Linked DNA regions of Mus musculus: regions 2, 3 and 4 are each linked to region 1. Evidence: chromatin contacts called from public Hi-C and promoter capture Hi-C data. All regions are on one chromosome and are shown on one strand. The core of a region is the stretch at or near the end of the contact, and the rest is flanking DNA. Distances in the headings are between cores, read along the strand shown. Region 1 holds the start of Rtf2 (replication termination factor 2). Region 2 holds the start of Vapb (vesicle-associated membrane protein, associated protein B and C). Region 3 holds the start of Rab22a (RAB22A, member RAS oncogene family). Region 4 holds the start of Ankrd60 (ankyrin repeat domain 60).

What was found. Promoter capture Hi-C pulls out the DNA fragments that hold promoters and counts their contacts. Hi-C and Micro-C count contacts between places; a contact is called where the count stands out from the background.
Region 2: a contact with region 1 is called in a promoter capture Hi-C map of pre-B cells, with 6 times the contacts expected there. The contact joins the promoter of Vapb here to the promoter of Rtf2 in region 1. A contact is called at or near these places in 1 of 39 promoter capture datasets (pre-B cells) and 1 of 484 Hi-C or Micro-C datasets (CD4 T cells).
Region 3: a contact with region 1 is called in a Hi-C map of B cells, with 11 read pairs. The contact joins the promoter of Rab22a here to the promoter of Rtf2 in region 1. A contact is called at or near these places in 4 of 39 promoter capture datasets (the 3T3-L1 cell line, the C10 cell line, erythroid cells and 1 more) and 4 of 484 Hi-C or Micro-C datasets (B cells, CD4 T cells and CD8 T cells).
Region 4: a contact with region 1 is called in a promoter capture Hi-C map of pre-B cells. The contact joins the promoter of Ankrd60 here to the promoter of Rtf2 in region 1. A contact is called at or near these places in 2 of 39 promoter capture datasets (the 3T3-L1 cell line and pre-B cells) and 1 of 9 other capture datasets (embryonic stem cells).

What each region holds. Positions count from the first base shown.
Region 1 is chr2:172,438,869-172,442,603 of GRCm38.p6, reverse strand. It overlaps Rtf2 (replication termination factor 2), which reads right to left and starts at 2,026. Exons shown (of 9, transcript NM_025542.2): 1 at 1,865-2,026. The coding sequence starts at 1,933.
Region 2 is chr2:173,735,492-173,739,226 of GRCm38.p6, reverse strand. It overlaps Vapb (vesicle-associated membrane protein, associated protein B and C), which reads right to left and starts at 1,656. Exons shown (of 6, transcript NM_019806.5): 1 at 1,477-1,656. The coding sequence starts at 1,534.
Region 3 is chr2:173,657,910-173,661,644 of GRCm38.p6, reverse strand. Rab22a (RAB22A, member RAS oncogene family) reads right to left here and starts at 1,800. Exons shown (of 7, transcript NM_024436.3): 1 at 1,504-1,800; 2 at 134-213. The coding sequence starts at 1,539. It also overlaps the pseudogene Ppp4r1l-ps.
Region 4 is chr2:173,576,699-173,580,433 of GRCm38.p6, reverse strand. Ankrd60 (ankyrin repeat domain 60) reads left to right here and starts at 2,161. Exons shown (of 4, transcript NM_027303.2): 1 at 2,161-2,444. The coding sequence starts at 2,360. It also overlaps the pseudogene Ppp4r1l-ps.

The DNA.
Region 1 (3,735 bases), core at 777-3,276:
GAATTGTATATATAACAAGCATTTTATAAGTACTTGGACAAATGGGTTAATAAAAACTACTCTTCCTGATCATTCTTTCTTTTCGTTACCCTTCTAAGATCAGGGTTTTTTGTTTGTTGTTTGTTTTTAATTGTTTGGGTGTGGTTGGCTGTTTTTTGCCAACTCTTCCATTACTCCATGTCAGCCCTGGGCACAAGACAACAACAGTAAGATGAATACTTTATGCACACTTGAATGTGACATGTTGGCCTGGTCCGAGGGCACTCTGTCCTCAGACTTTCAACATATGCTCAGTGGATGTCTATAATGTGCAGAAACATCTTATAGACTGCAGAGCTAAGACATGCAAGGATCCCAGAGCACATGGGAGAGAGAGATACATAGTCGATAACCACAGAGGCAGGGATCATAGAAAAAAAAAAAAAAAAAAAAAGGAAAGCAGCAGAGGGGGCGGGCCTAAAGAGTGACTGCAGCTGACTGTGGTGAAGGCTGGGTGGACAAATGAGGGGAAAGAGCCAAGCAGCACACACTGTAACCAGCACTCCGGGGGCTGGGGCAAGCCTGGGCTACCTCACAGCAAGACCTTGCTTCAAGTGGCCCCTCCCCCCCAAGTCATGATGTCACTATGAGTGAGGAATGTTCAGGACGCTGGGGCAAGGTCTATGGTATCTAGAACAGAGTGAAAGAGCTAAAGAGGGGCAGAAGAGAGGGCAAAAAGACAAGCAGAGGTTTGTTCACACAGGACCCAATGGAGTTTATTAGGGATGTGTCAGGAAGTTATGCAGTGTCTTAAGTACAACACTGGATGGGATTCACCTCCCATCCCAAAGTTCTCTGAATGTTGGATCAGGAAACATGATCCTCCCCGTGCTGGGAACTGTATCGGGGGCATTCTCTCCCCGTGCTGGGAACTGTATCGGGGGCATTCTGTGCCTTCTATTATTAAACAGTCATCATCAACACTAGCTTTGAAATGCACATAAATGGATGGGGACAGTGGTTCATGACTCTAGGCCACGTCAGTGGTGTTAACTAACTTTGCGGCATTCAATTTCCCATCCATTAAGTACACACTTTGCTCAATGTCTTGTAAGATTTACAGAATGCCCACGCATTTATTCAAAAATATTCACTGTGGCAGAAACTGTGCTAGTTCTGGAAGAAAAACAGTGCACAGAGTTCACCAGGAGGAGCTTGCAGTCACGTGACCATCAGCTGGGCTCAACCACCAATTCAGAGTGCTAAGAGCTGATAATTAGTTTAAGAAGGGTGTGACTTCACAAAGGGGAATGGTTTGGGGAGACTTTAATACACAAAGCTCAGGCTGGAGAGATGGCTCCGTGGTTAAGCCTGTGTACTGCTCTTCCAAAGGATCCGCGTTTGGTTCTAACAGCCAAGATTAATGGCTCACAAAAACCTGTAGCTCTAGCTCCCGGGCGTCCGATGCTTTCTTCTGGCCTCCTTGGATACCACACTCACACACAAAACATTTTTAAAAAAAGTATTATTCAAATACCAAGGCCTGTTGGCCAACACCTTTAATCCCAGTGCTCAGCAGGCAGAGGTGGGAGTCCCAGCCAGCCAGGGCCACACTGTGAGAGCCTTTCACAAAAACACACAAAGTCCATAAATAGCATCTATCACCGTGATCGTCGCTAGCTACAGATACGTTCCAGTCCTGGCTGGGCCACTAACTAGCTCTCCAGTCTCCGTCCCGTTCAACGTTAATGTTTCAAATCAACACAGCGTCTGTGGGGAGGATCCCAGTCTAACCGTACTGTTCAGTGCCTGCAAACAGTAAACCCTCCACAAGCGCTGTGACCACCGTTCATCCCGAGCCCCGCAGCCCGCAGTCCCCACTGACCTTCTCGACCTTCTTCGGCCCCTTCACCAGCTCGTGCCTCTTGGGGATGGTGCCTCCGTCGCAACCCATCCCAAAGCCGAAATCAGAAACCGTAGCAAAAACCAGAAGCCTTAGCAAAGACGAGAAGCCGTCGCTTCCGGGGTCTCTGGCGAAACCCTACCTACTTCCGGCGCTCCTTGATGACGCACACAACCAGCGCGCCGCGAAAGGGGCGGGGTCGCCGCGCGAGGCCTTGGTCCACACCAATTGTCTTGAAAATCTTGTCCGGGAGTTGGGCGTGGTTTCAGGGCGACGTGCTGGAGCATCCTTGGAGTGCGTCCACTTCCGGTCGTGGGCGGTCCCTGTTTTTTCCTCTGTGGTTCCGTAAGCTTGGGCCTGAGGGAGGACGGGAGAACATTTGTCGGGGTTGTCCCGAGGTCTGCGTCTCTGGCATTTTTGCAGACCAGTAGTGCTGTAAGTCTAAGGAGGAGATGGCCGGAATCTGTCTTCTCAGCTACCTCTCATGTATTTTAAATCCAGACTTAGAAAAGAAAAGACGTTGTGGGTGCTAGAGGGATGGCTCAGTGGTTAAGATCACTGACTGCTCTTCAGAAGTTCTGAGTTCCATTCCCAGCAACCACATGGTGGCTCACAACCATCTATAATGATATCTGATGCCCTCTTCTGGTGTGTTTGAAGACAGCTACAGTGTACTCAAATACATAAAATTAAAAAAAAAAAAAAAAAAAAGACGTGGTGGGTGGGCCTGCTTGTGCGCTACCTAACTGCAGATGCCTGTCGAGGCCTGAAGAGGGTGTTCTATCTTCCTGGGACTGGAGTTGATATGGTTGTGAGCTGCTGGGGTTCTGGGAATCCATCCTGTGCTTACTCAAAGAACAGCAAGCATTCTTAGCCACTGAGCGCCTCTCCACCCTGTATCCAGATGTATTTTGGGCAGAAGCTAGGGCTACAGTGTCTCCAACAAGCTTAGAGTAGCCACTCATCCCATTGTACCAGCTACAGAGATTAGTGCAGACAGAGAAAGGGGAGGGTGATCATATTGGGAAGAGAACAAATAAGGGGTTCAGTGACCCCCTAGTCTGCCTTTGGGGTACTAACATGAGCTGTAGGCCCAGAGGAACAACAGGGGCAAATGGTATGCATAAGTGAGCAGTCCTGGGATAAGTATGGCCTCCTTCATTTCTGTGTCTACACCAGTCCTGCAAGGTGGCCATTCTGAAGCCCACACTGCTTAAAGTGACCAGATAGTCTCAGATGACCATCTTTTCTGCCTTTTCACCCTCACTTAGGGGAGTGCTGTGTCCTCTGGGACTCCAATGCTCCTGGGATCCTAGGTGGTTGCAGGCCTAAGAAGTGACTTACTGTGCCTTCAGCTTTATGACACTAAACACCCTCAACTTGTCGATGGCTCTTTCAAGGGAGAGAGTCACACGTAGGTGTCTTAACAGTAGTTCTGCATCTGATTTTGTGGCTTCTGAAATTTCATAGCTCAAAGGATGCAACTTGCCACAAAATGCAGAGATCAATCAAAGGTTAAAGCCAGGTGGTGGTGGCGCACGCCTTTAATCCCAGCACTTGGGAGGCAGAGACAGGCGGATTTCTGAGTCTGAGGCCAGCCTGGTCTACAGAGTGAGTTCCAGGACAGCCAGGGCTATACAGAGAAACCCTGTCTCAAAACAAACAAACAAAAATTAAGTACAAAATTAGGAACTGGCTCTCTTAGTTTCCTGCCATGGTTGTGTTGCCCCGGTTTAGGGGTGAGAGGAGTGTGCAGGTTCAGAGAACCCCAAAGGCTCACAGGTATTCTGTCCTTAGGGAAACATAGTCTGGCAGTGGTGGTGGTTTGCGGAAAGGTGGAAGTGCCTGTGTAG
Region 2 (3,735 bases), core at 407-2,906, 1.3 Mb before region 1:
TCTTCTGGGTACCACACACTCACTGTGGCACACATACTGCCATTCGCAACACATAAACGCAAAATAAATAAAGACACCAGCCAAAGAGTTTATGCACATGAGCACCCCACCACAGAGATGGACGCCTTGCACTCGTGACAGGGTGCAAACACACAAAATACACAGAGCTACAGTTATAACCAGGCGGCGATTCACTGCTGTGCAGTCAGGCACGGGATCACGCACCACTGTAACCTGAAAAAGACTCAGCATTCGAAATTCCAAATAGTCACTACCAAACGGACACCACTTCCTTGTCGCTAACAAGTGGGATCCCGATAAGTGGGGGAACCTCTGGTGACGAGGGTCCACATTTAAGTCGATGCTTCTATTGAAATTTTTTTGTGTATGTGTCTGTGTGTTTGTTCACAAGTGTGCCAGGCTGCACCTGTTGGGGTCAGCGGACAATGTGCACAAGTCGGTTCTCTCCTTTGACCATGTGGGACTCAGGGATTGAACTAAAGTCCTCAGCCTTGACAGCAAGCTCTTTATCCGGTGAACCATCTCCACAGCCCTGTGTTAGGCTGCCTAAGGTTTTTGTTTTCAGGTTGACTGGACGGCCTCTGCTTCCTTGTAAGAGTCACACTGCACACTCTGAACCTGGAAGGCAAGGTGAACAGCCACAGATCTGAAGCATTTCCCAAGAGTCTGTGGGTACAGTGGCTAAGTATCTGAACGTCTGAAATCAGAACTCAAATGCGACAACTAGATAAGAGCTGTGATCCTACGTTACTTCCCAGCGGTGGAGAAACGGGTGACTCTCGGCCACCCAAAATCGTGTGTGCCAGCTGTGGGCTACACGTGGGCAATACACAGAGGATCATATCAGCCAACCTCAAGTACACCTTCATAGAGTCCAGTTTCTTCCTCTTCCTCCTAGTGCTTACCACTGTATTCTGCCATCTTGCTTACTGGTTGTTGAACTTTATAGGCCTCCTGTGCCCAATCTCATGACTCAAACATGCAACGAAGCAAGGAACAGGCTGGGCATGGACCCTGTTGCCTCGTGGCCCTTAAAATTAGTGAATGGAAACATTCATGTGTACATACACACACACTTGTGTGTGTGTATGTACATATATGTACGCACATGTATGTATACACACTATCTATAACATGCGTATACCATGCATATATATTTGTCTACGTGCACCTTTTTAATCACCTGGGCATGCACCTTTACACACAGATGTATACAGAAAGTGTACTACACAGAAAGTGTGCACGGGCTTCGTGGGCTGTAACCCCGGCAGCTCGCTGCCTCGGGGGAGCTGATGGAAGGGTACTCAGGCAAACCGTTTCCATGCACTGACTCCACATGCATGCATTAGACGCCTGGTGCATGCGGGCCTCAAGCGGACAGTGTCCTGCCCTCAGGGCGCGTCCCTTCCGGCACCGGCCGCTGAGTGACAGCTCCCGGGCCGGCCGGCCGCTTACCTCGGAACTTGAGCTCGTGTTGTGGCTCGAGGCTCAGGACCTGTTCCACCTTCGCCATGGTCCTCCCCGTCGGGGGCGACGGCGCGGGCGGGGGGCGGCGGCCTGGGTGGCGGGGCGCAGGGGCGGAGGGCGAGGCCGCGGTGCCGGGCGAGCTCACGGCACGCACGACGTACCCACGCACGCCCCGACGCACGCACGTACGCACGTACGTAGCAGATGCCGGGCTCCGGCAGTGGCCAGCGGCTCCAGCGACAAAAGGGAGACTGCGCATGCGCAGGGTGTTCAGGGCCACTGCGCAGGCACAGACCGGGCGGTAGAGGGCGGAGCTTCCGAGACAGGGGGCGTGGCCTCTCGAGGCTTGGGAGGAGGGGCGGTCTCCAGTGAGACTGTTCAGTAAGCGCCTGCGGGGAGAACTGTTGTTAAGTGCTTTACTTAATAATAATAATTAACAAGAATAAACTTCCACTTTCTTCCCGCACGTGTGGTGCCAGGCTCTACTGAGCCTGAATATAATAAAGTACTTATTATTCTTACAAACACAATGTTTACGGGTTAGTGATATGTGCCAGGCCTTGTGACAGTTCATAAATAACAATTATAAATATAATAAACTGGCAATTATTGTTTGCTTATTTCGTGCCACTCCGCTGAATGCTTTCAGTAACTGTCATAAATAAAAGCTATTCTGCATTCAGTGTTTACCAAACCGCAAAGCGCTGCACTGAACCATTTGCTGATAGCATTACTTGTTTATGCAAGAAATATTTAGAAATACAATAACCAGAAAACGACCTGCTTCACACCGTGCTAGGACCTCACTGAGAGAATAAATTAGTTACACACATAAATCACATGACTAAAAGTAACTGAGAGCCTAGCTCTGTCTGATACCCAAAATAAGCCCTGTATGTTCCCATTGGCACGTGACTAGTATTTCATTGTGTAACGTATACTATGTAAAATAGACCTTCATAGCCTCCTCATCAAACATTCGTGTGAAGAGTACACATGACTCTATATGGCAGGAATATCCATGTTGTTCATGTACTTCCCATGTTCTATACACCTGAAGTTATTTTCATAATAAAAGTTTCCAAGGGGTAGTCTTTGTCTTTTAGCTTGTGCATCTAATCCATTTATACTTATTGTATTTGTTGGTGTACCTGGGTTTATTTCTGCTGCTTTACGTTGGTTTTCCCATTAGATGTACTGTTTCTTTTGGCCTCTCATTTCTTGCTCTTCAGGATTGTTTTCCTCTCCATCTGTTCTTTCCTTGTGTTCTGCTACTACTGCTTCATGTGTACTGAATCTATGAAAGTCTAGCTTTTATGACATTTTGTTCTGCTTTCTTGAGATTTTAGGGCTTCAGTTCATCATAGTCACCCACTGCTCCATTATACGCCTTGTGCTTTTAAAGGAAACTCAGGTTTCCCTCAGTCTAGTTTTGTTTTGTTTTGTTTTGTTTTTGGTTTTGGTTTTTTGGTTTTTTGAGACAGGGTTTCTCTGTGTAGCCCTGACTGTCCTGGAACTCACTCTGTAGACCAGGCTGGCTTCGAACTCAGAAATCTGCCTGCCTCTGCCTCCCGAGTGCTGGGATTAAAGGCGTGCGCCCACTCTGCTCTGTGTTTTGCCACACTGTCTCTGCGTTTGTTGTACTTTGAACTCTTTGGGCTTTCTAAATTTGCTGATTGAGAATCTTTCATCAAGCTCAAAGCTTTTCAGTCAATATTTTTCTTACTTTTATTCTTTCCGTTGTTGCTTGTTTGCTTTGTTTTTGAGACAGGATCTCTTATATTCCAATCTGACCTTGAGGTCACTCTGTAGCCGAGGATAGCCTTCATTCTCCTGCCTCCACCTCTCCAATGAGGAATTTCAGGTGTTAGCTTTCATACCCAGTGCATGCAGGGCTGAAGTTGGTCCAAGGCTGCATGATAACCAAGCACTACCAGCTGAGCTGTCAACTTAGTCTCTAATTCTATTTTGTCTTTGAAGTAGGGGCTCACTATGTAGCACTGGCTAGCTGGAACTCACGATATAGAGACCAGGGTGGCCTCAAGTCACTCTGTTGTTGTTGTTGTAAATTACACCTAACAATGGCCATTTTCAAGACTGTGGCCCAGTAACACCATTTTCCTGTTGCCTGCAACCAACTCACTCACCCATCCCAAAGGTTCACCTTGCAAAGCCCAAACTCCACATCTCTTAAATGATAATTTGCATTTCTCTCCAGAGCCCATCCTTGGCGTTCATCATTCTGTT
Region 3 (3,735 bases), core at 551-3,050, 1.2 Mb before region 1:
TCAAGACCCAGCAATTCAAAATTTCATCAAGTTCAGGACAACAGGAGTTACACCCGGTCACACGTTCCTGCTTGCGATGACTTTCCACGAACTCTGGGATAGACGTATACAGTAAATAAACTTGTTCTCTTACCCTATGGTTGGATTGATATTCGGATCAAAACTGTCTTCCACAAACCGCCACACGATGCTCGATTTACCCACACCCGTATCCTGAAAGAGAGTAAGATGGGGCACTGAGGAAAAACTAACCTATTTGTAGACACCCAAGACTACTTTGTAGCCTAAAGTGGAGGACTGCAGAAAAAGCATTTCCATCTGCAGATGGAGAGACACAACAGGCTTCTGTAATAAGTCAGTGAAGTAACTATATTACGGGGCCAGAGCGCATGCTTTTCATTCCAGTACCTGGGAGACAGAAGCAGGCAGATTTCTTAGCCTAAGAACTGAGCACAGTGCCAGTCATGGCCAACTAGTGAGAAACCATCTTGAAAGTACTGGGGAAGGATTCTGCAGTTCTTAAGTGACACTAGGACCTCCGGAAAGACCTACGACGGCCTAGTGCTACAGGACTGCGATCTTAGCAAATCTGGGAGGCAGAGGCAGGAGGGTTCCAAGTTCAAGGCCTGCTGAGGCTGAGATTTCAAGGCTATCCTGGGCAACTTCTGGAGATCCTGCTAAAAAAATAGAAGCAAGCAAACTGGGGACACACAACTCAGTGGCGGGACTTGCCTAGGATGTACAAGGTTTAGGTTTAGTCTCTAAGACTGAACTCCTGCTCCCTCCCAAAGTAAAAAGGCCTCTTCAATGCCTGTCCTGTGTGAAAGGTGACTGGACTCACTGGCCTTTTAACATATACCAGTAAAACTATGCGCTCCCAAGTTGCGGAGTAATCGGGATGAACCCTAGCCCCACCCTGCTAAGGGGCAAAAACCATGTAGTTATTGGAATTTTTTTTTTTTCAGTCATTAAAACAGAAACTCAGGAAGGAGATCATTAGAAGGCTCTGAAAAGGCCAAACTACTGTGAGAGGACCGGAAGCTGAACCTTCAAAGTCCTGGTAACTCCTCCCTGTTCTAGTGAAGAGTGAACTTTAATGGAAAGTAACTCTTGCAGAAGTGTCAAAGACGTCCCAAAAGTTCAAAACCATCCCACATTGCTGAAAGGAGGCCAAGTGTGCGCATAAAACCCAAAGCCCTGCTGGGGAGGGTTAACTTTCAGAAACTTGTCTAACTTTAAAGGTGTCCCTCGCAAAGTTGGAAGGAAACTACCTGTGGGCTACTTCACTGTGGGATGGAAAGAGGGCGTCGCTCCGGGGCGCCGGGGGCCACCCTGACACCTGGGGGCCTTGGGTGGGGCACAGCCTGCTGGTCCCGCCGCCCTAAGGGGTCTGTGGGGGGCTGCGTCCCGCGCTGAGCGTAAAGGGGTGCAAGGGGCCCTGGAGTGCCGGGGCCCGCCCGCCCGGCCTCCGCGACCCTCCGGACCCCGCCCGCTGCAACTTACCCCGAGCAGGCACACTTTAAGTTCCCTCAGCGCCATGGCCCGGGAACCAGGGGTGCGGGCCCGCCGCCGCCCTAAGTTGAGGAGGGAGAGGCCCGGCCCAGCACCAGCATCCCCCGGCGCCGCCGCCTCACCGCCAAGTCCCGGCCGAGCACTCCGGGCGGCCGTGCGTCCGCCGCCGCCCTCCGGTCCGGCCGACCCCGTCACTTGTCCGGCGGAGTCACCTCAACAGCCGGGACACCGCCTTGGCCTCCCGGGCGCTACCGCCGCCGCCATCTTGGGACGCCAGCTGGGTCACCTGACCTCCCCGCCCACTTCGGCAGCCACCTTCTCCGCGAGGGCGGGGCGGCCGGCTCGCAGCTCACAGGCGGGTGGGCGGAGCACCAATGGGCGGAGCCTCAGCGTCGCCCCACCCTCCAGCTCCGCCTCAGCCCCATCTTCTCTAAGGAGTGGGCGGGGCGGGATGGGGCGTAATCTTGAAGCTACCACGCCTCTAGCTCCACCTTCCACCCGTCCCAAGATGGCGGCGGGTGAGTGAGGCCAGGCTGGTGGGCGGAGCGCGAGGGATGGGCGTGGCCTCTGGGCTCGCCCCCGCCTCCAGCCCCGCCCTCTGGCACATCCTAAGATGGCGGGTGAGTGGGGTCTAGGCTCAGGGGTCTCCGACGGCTCCCCTTCCCCTCCCCGAGAGCCCCCCTCACCCCACCTCCGCACGAGCCCGGGACTCGCCGCCCGCGCAGCCCCGTGTAGCTCCTTGTGTGTCTTTTGATTTTTTTTCAGAGATCCCTCTGTACTTTGTGGACTTGCAGGATGACTTAGAGGACTGTAAGTAACAGTTGGGGCGCCCCGCCCCTCCTTGGGTCCCTCCCAGAGGACTGTGGGGTGCACTTAGACGGGACAGGAGCCTCAGGTCGAGCCTATCTCGAGCCCGCTTCTTCTCAGGTGCCCTTCCCTCCTGGGCTAGGACTTGGGTCTGTTGGAAACTTTGTCTTCCTGTCACTTTCTCCTCTGGCTGCGCTAGGAGCTGTGAGAGGGAAAGCCAATCCCAACCTGGGAGGAACCTCCTTGGGTTCCTAGTTAGGGCTTGGGAGTGACGCCCTACTTGTGGGCCTGGCCAGCTCCATGTCTTCATGGAGCCCACTGCTTTCCATGTTTTGAGTGGGTCTCTTCCACTTGACCCTTCTCAGCCTCCACTTCTTCTCTGGAATTATTTTAAGAGACAGTAGCTGAGAGAGATGCCACCTTCGAAGTGCAAGTTCCAATTTGTGGCTAATGGACAAACGAAGCTTTGGCTTGTCTATCCAATATAGTTTTTCAGCGCCTACCTCTACTTGCTCGGGCCATTTGTTGGGCTTATGAATTTACAAAGATGAACTAGATCTCCCTCACAAGCCAGAGGGGAGCAGGAAAAAAAAAAAAAAAAAACCCAGGGAGGCTTGCTGGTGGTTGAGGTCAAATCACCTCAGATGACACAAATCACCACAGTCAACTGGGGCTTCCTGAGTCCCAGCCCTAGGAGTTACTTCTGTCCCCTTCCCTTCCCTACCTGAAACTCCCTGACAGGAGTTGATGTTGACTGAGAATGTTTGGTAGACCATTGCAGTGTTGAGCACATTTGATCCCTGAGTGTGTGTGTGTGTGAGTGTGTGTGTGTCAACTCTATTAGTGTAGCATGACACTTGGAGAGAAAAGAAAAGTGAGTGGTGAAGAGGCCTGGCCCTTGAGTCAGCCCTCAGGTGCAGTCCTGGATCACTCCAGTTGCAGTGGGATCTGGGGCAGGTCACCATACCGCTTAGAGCCTCATTGGTCGTTTCCTCTGCAAAACCACCAGAGTAGCATCCTACCTCCTAAGTCTTATGGATTCGAGGCCGGCCTGGTCTGCAGAGTGAGTTCCAGGCTGGGCCAGGGCTGCATAATGAGGGATTTTGTAAAGATTAAACCATCAAAGAAGGTGACATGAGTCCTTGTGCATAGTAAACACTCAGTAAATGTTGGCTGCTACCCTGGGAAGTGTGTGGGATTAGCCTGTCTTCTAGAGAAGGCTGAGAATTGGAGCGGTCAGTGTCTCTCATCTGGTGTGCCATGGATGTTAAAGAAGACAACAAGTTGGTTCCTTTTGACTCTGTTCTCTGTTTTACTGTGCACACTGCCTTACAAATGCTCTTCGCCCAGTAGCTGGGGCGGGCCTGCACTTGAGGTGGTATCTTATCTATCCTCTCCTTGGGCAGTTTGTCTAAG
Region 4 (3,735 bases), core at 912-3,411, 1.1 Mb before region 1:
CTGGCTCCTCTCAGGTATTTCCCTCACCCTTTCCCTAATTCAGAAACTGTGAAAATGTAAACTGTGTGTTGGTCTTTGACAGTAGCTAGAGTCATAAGGTTGCTTTAATGTGGACATGTCCAGGGATTCGGTGGGTGGTGTAGGGACCGATGCCTGAGGTACATGGATACTGGTTATACTTTAGACTCAAAAATAAAAAAGAAAGAAAGAAAAAAGGAAAGAAAGAAGAAAGATAAGAAAAGAAGCCATACTTTTAACGAGAACTTTCTACAGATTCCATTGATTTGGGGAGTTATGTACTCTACATTGGCTTAAGTACACAGAACTTAGATTTCCTAGTTTTGAATTTCAGATGAACAAAAGGATGCTGTACAGTTTAAACATTTTTCATTAATTAATGATTCTGTGTTCTGTAAACGTTTGATTATGGGTCTGGACCTGTTTCTGCCCTGCTCTGTGTTCTCTGGTTTGAATACAGCGAAGTGGTGGGGAGCCCGTGGGACACAGGAGCTTCTTCCTAAAAACAAACTTCAAGGTCATATACTGAATTTCCTGTTACACGGGATACCCCTGCAGGTCCCCAAATTCTATTGATCTTGTTATTCAAGAGGAAAGGAAGGCGTCTATGCGGTGCCAAAGAGACTAGGAAAAATGTAAAGAACTCAAATACCCAGCACAGGCAACATCTGGGCTACTGTAGCACAGAGTTAATTCATTAAAGTTAGAGACACACGATTAAAAACAAAGCCAGAAGCTGTCCCGCTTTGTGTGTGCTGCGTGTCTACAGTAAGAACACGAGGCACGCTGCAGGGCCTCTGCAGCAAAACAAGCTTCTACTGCTCAGGTAATGGAAACTTATCAAGTCTGTTGGTCTAAAAGGAGGGAAAATTATTCTCAGCTAGAATCTTGGATCCTTTATAGAGCATAATTTTCTAGAAAGAAGAGCAAAAACACCAGGCAGTCATGACACACGCCTTTAATCAGAGCACTCGGGAAGCAGAGGCAGGCAGATCTCTGATTTTGAGGTCAACCTGGTCTACAGAGTGAGTTCCAGGGCACTCAGGGCTACACAGAGAAACCCTGTCTCAAAAAACAAAACAAAACAAAACAAAACAAAACAAAACAAAAAAATCCCACAAACAAAAGACAAATAATAAAGATAAAAATAACTATTTAGTGTTCTGAGGTAGAATCTAGGTACTGAAATGAAATTGTTCACTTATGACAAGACCAGCCTCCTATCAAGACTGTGGCTACAAGACAGCTGCTGGGGGGGGGGGGGGGAGTTCTGTTCCTGGGTGGAGCCTTGGGATCAATACTCAGTACTGCAGAAAAAGAAAAAAGAAAAAAAAAAAAAAGAAAGACTGTAAGACCCCAGCCTGTTCACTGTACACATTATAATTATCCATCATTTAGAATGAGCCTCTCTGATATAAAAGGATTAAACCACCGTCCCTTTATGTCACCTTGAACTGCATGTGCCTCTGCCCCCAAGTGAGTGGGTGGCCTGGACCACCATGCCTTAGACCAAATTTGTGTAACTGCTATACAAACTATTTTTCAAGCTTCTATTTTGTTCGTGGTAACAACAGAGTTTTTGAAGGGCGTTCTGGCTCCCTGCCCGTTCCATGGTGCTTCCTCTAGCCCCTAAAGGCCTTGCTTTGGGTCTGGTGGTATTTGAGGGCCTACACCCTCCCAACCCTGCGGTTTGAGCTTCCCCTGAAAAGGTTTAAGCCTAGCCTTCCCATCAGATGTGTTCCATACTTTTCTCCCTCCGAGGATGTCACAACGTCAGGGCACACGGGTTTGATGCCATTTCCACCCAAGCCTCTGCCTGTTCCAGCGTGGCCCAGGTTAGCTTGGATTGCTATGTTCCTAAAAGCACACGGCAGCAAGCCTGTCGACCACCTTAGAAACTGTGGACCCAGCGTTTCTCCCTAACCATGCAGACTGCCCTGAACAGACAAGAGGTTCCCCACAGGGCTAGCAGGCTGGCGAGGACCGCGGAGGAGGCTGGGGGGGGGGGGGGGGAGCAGTCTCCGGAAGCGCGGGCGCCCCTCTCCTGTCCCGGGGGCCCCAGGCGGGGGCGGCGATGACGCGCGGGATGACGCGGGCCATGCGGAGGGCGGCAGACGTGGCGGGGGCGGGCGCGCGTCCGCCGAAACGGCAGGGGGACGACCCCAAGGCGGGCGCGCGCCACACTCAGCCCTCCAGCAGGGCCCGCGCACAGGTTAGGGGGCACACAGGGGACCCGCTTGCCTCCACCGTGTCGCCAGACTTGACTCCTGACGTCTATGTCCTGCGGGTGAAGCTGGAGGAGACTGGGGAGCTGTTCCGCGTGGCCAACTGCCGCAACGACATGACAGTGCGGGAGCTCAAAGAAGAGCTGGACCTGATGGTCGGCATCCCCTTCAACCTGCAGCGGCTGCATTTCCTGGACCGAGGTGGCCCCTGCCCGACCCCTTCCCGCACCCCATGAGCTCCTCCCACTCAATGGCCCCCCCCCCCGGCCCACTCCTGCCCTGGGTCCCCATGACACTCGTAACTGCCAGAGAATCCAAGGTGACCAAGTCAAACCCAACCACTCGAGCCCCATCTAGAACGGCCCCTTGGAGCGCTGGCCACTCAAGGGCTCCTAACTCCAAGCACATGGGTGGGTGTCTTATTAACCCCAAATATATAGGTGAACCTCATTCACAAGCATTGTGTCTGTCGCAGGCTGTGGTCTGCCAACCTTGAGCAAGTCCAGGCTGCTCAGAACCTCAACTCTCAAAACCACAAGACCTTCTGGGCAGCCTCTTGTCTTCCTTAGGGAGCCCAGGCCCCCAAGACAACCATGTCTACCTAAGACTTCACTCTTGAAACAAAACTAGGTCTTAGTAGACCCTACCACTACCAAATCGAGGACAGGCCTTTCCCCCCATGAGAACCTGGATCCAAACCAAACCCTAAGTGGTGGATACCAAATTCTCTAGTTAGCCTGTCTATGCGAGCATTTCAGAAGCTGGGACAAACCTTGTTGGCCTCAGGTCCCCAAAGGCAGAGGACATCTGCCTAAGATTGAACCCCAAATCTCCAAGCTGAAAATAACTAGCTCAGAGCCCCAACCCTAAAACTCAAACCAACCGTGTCCATACATGTCTGCACAAACACAGAAGAAGCCATCTGGACCTGGGACCCTCAAGACCCAGGACAAAGTCGACCAAGACTGAACTTGGTTTCTAGGCTAATGACCACTGCCTCGGGAACCCATGTCCTCCATCCCCACTGGCTATCCAGAGATACTAAACAAAATCCTACCCACCTTAGGAAACCCCAAATCCAGGCCAAGCATGACCAGATCTATTTTAGGTGACCCCAAGATTCCATCAACTGTGTCTACATAGAGATGCTAGAACTCAGATCAAACTTTCCCCTCCTGGAACCCCAAACCCAGAATAAAGCTGAGTGCCCAGATCTCATTCCCACACCAACCGCTACCAACACCGCCCCCCAACTCATACCAACTGTATATTCTCTCAAGGGTGTTAAAATTCAAAACAAAACCTGCCAATCCTACAACCCCAAGCCCAGAACACAGCTACTCAAGGTTAAACCCCCAAATCTCTCAGGCTAACCACTACTGCAGCTCCCCAAATGCCTGCTCACTTAACTCTGCATACAGAGATACTAAAACTCAAAATGAACCTTGCTTATCCTGGAACCCCAAGCCCAGAACAAACATGAACCCAGGTT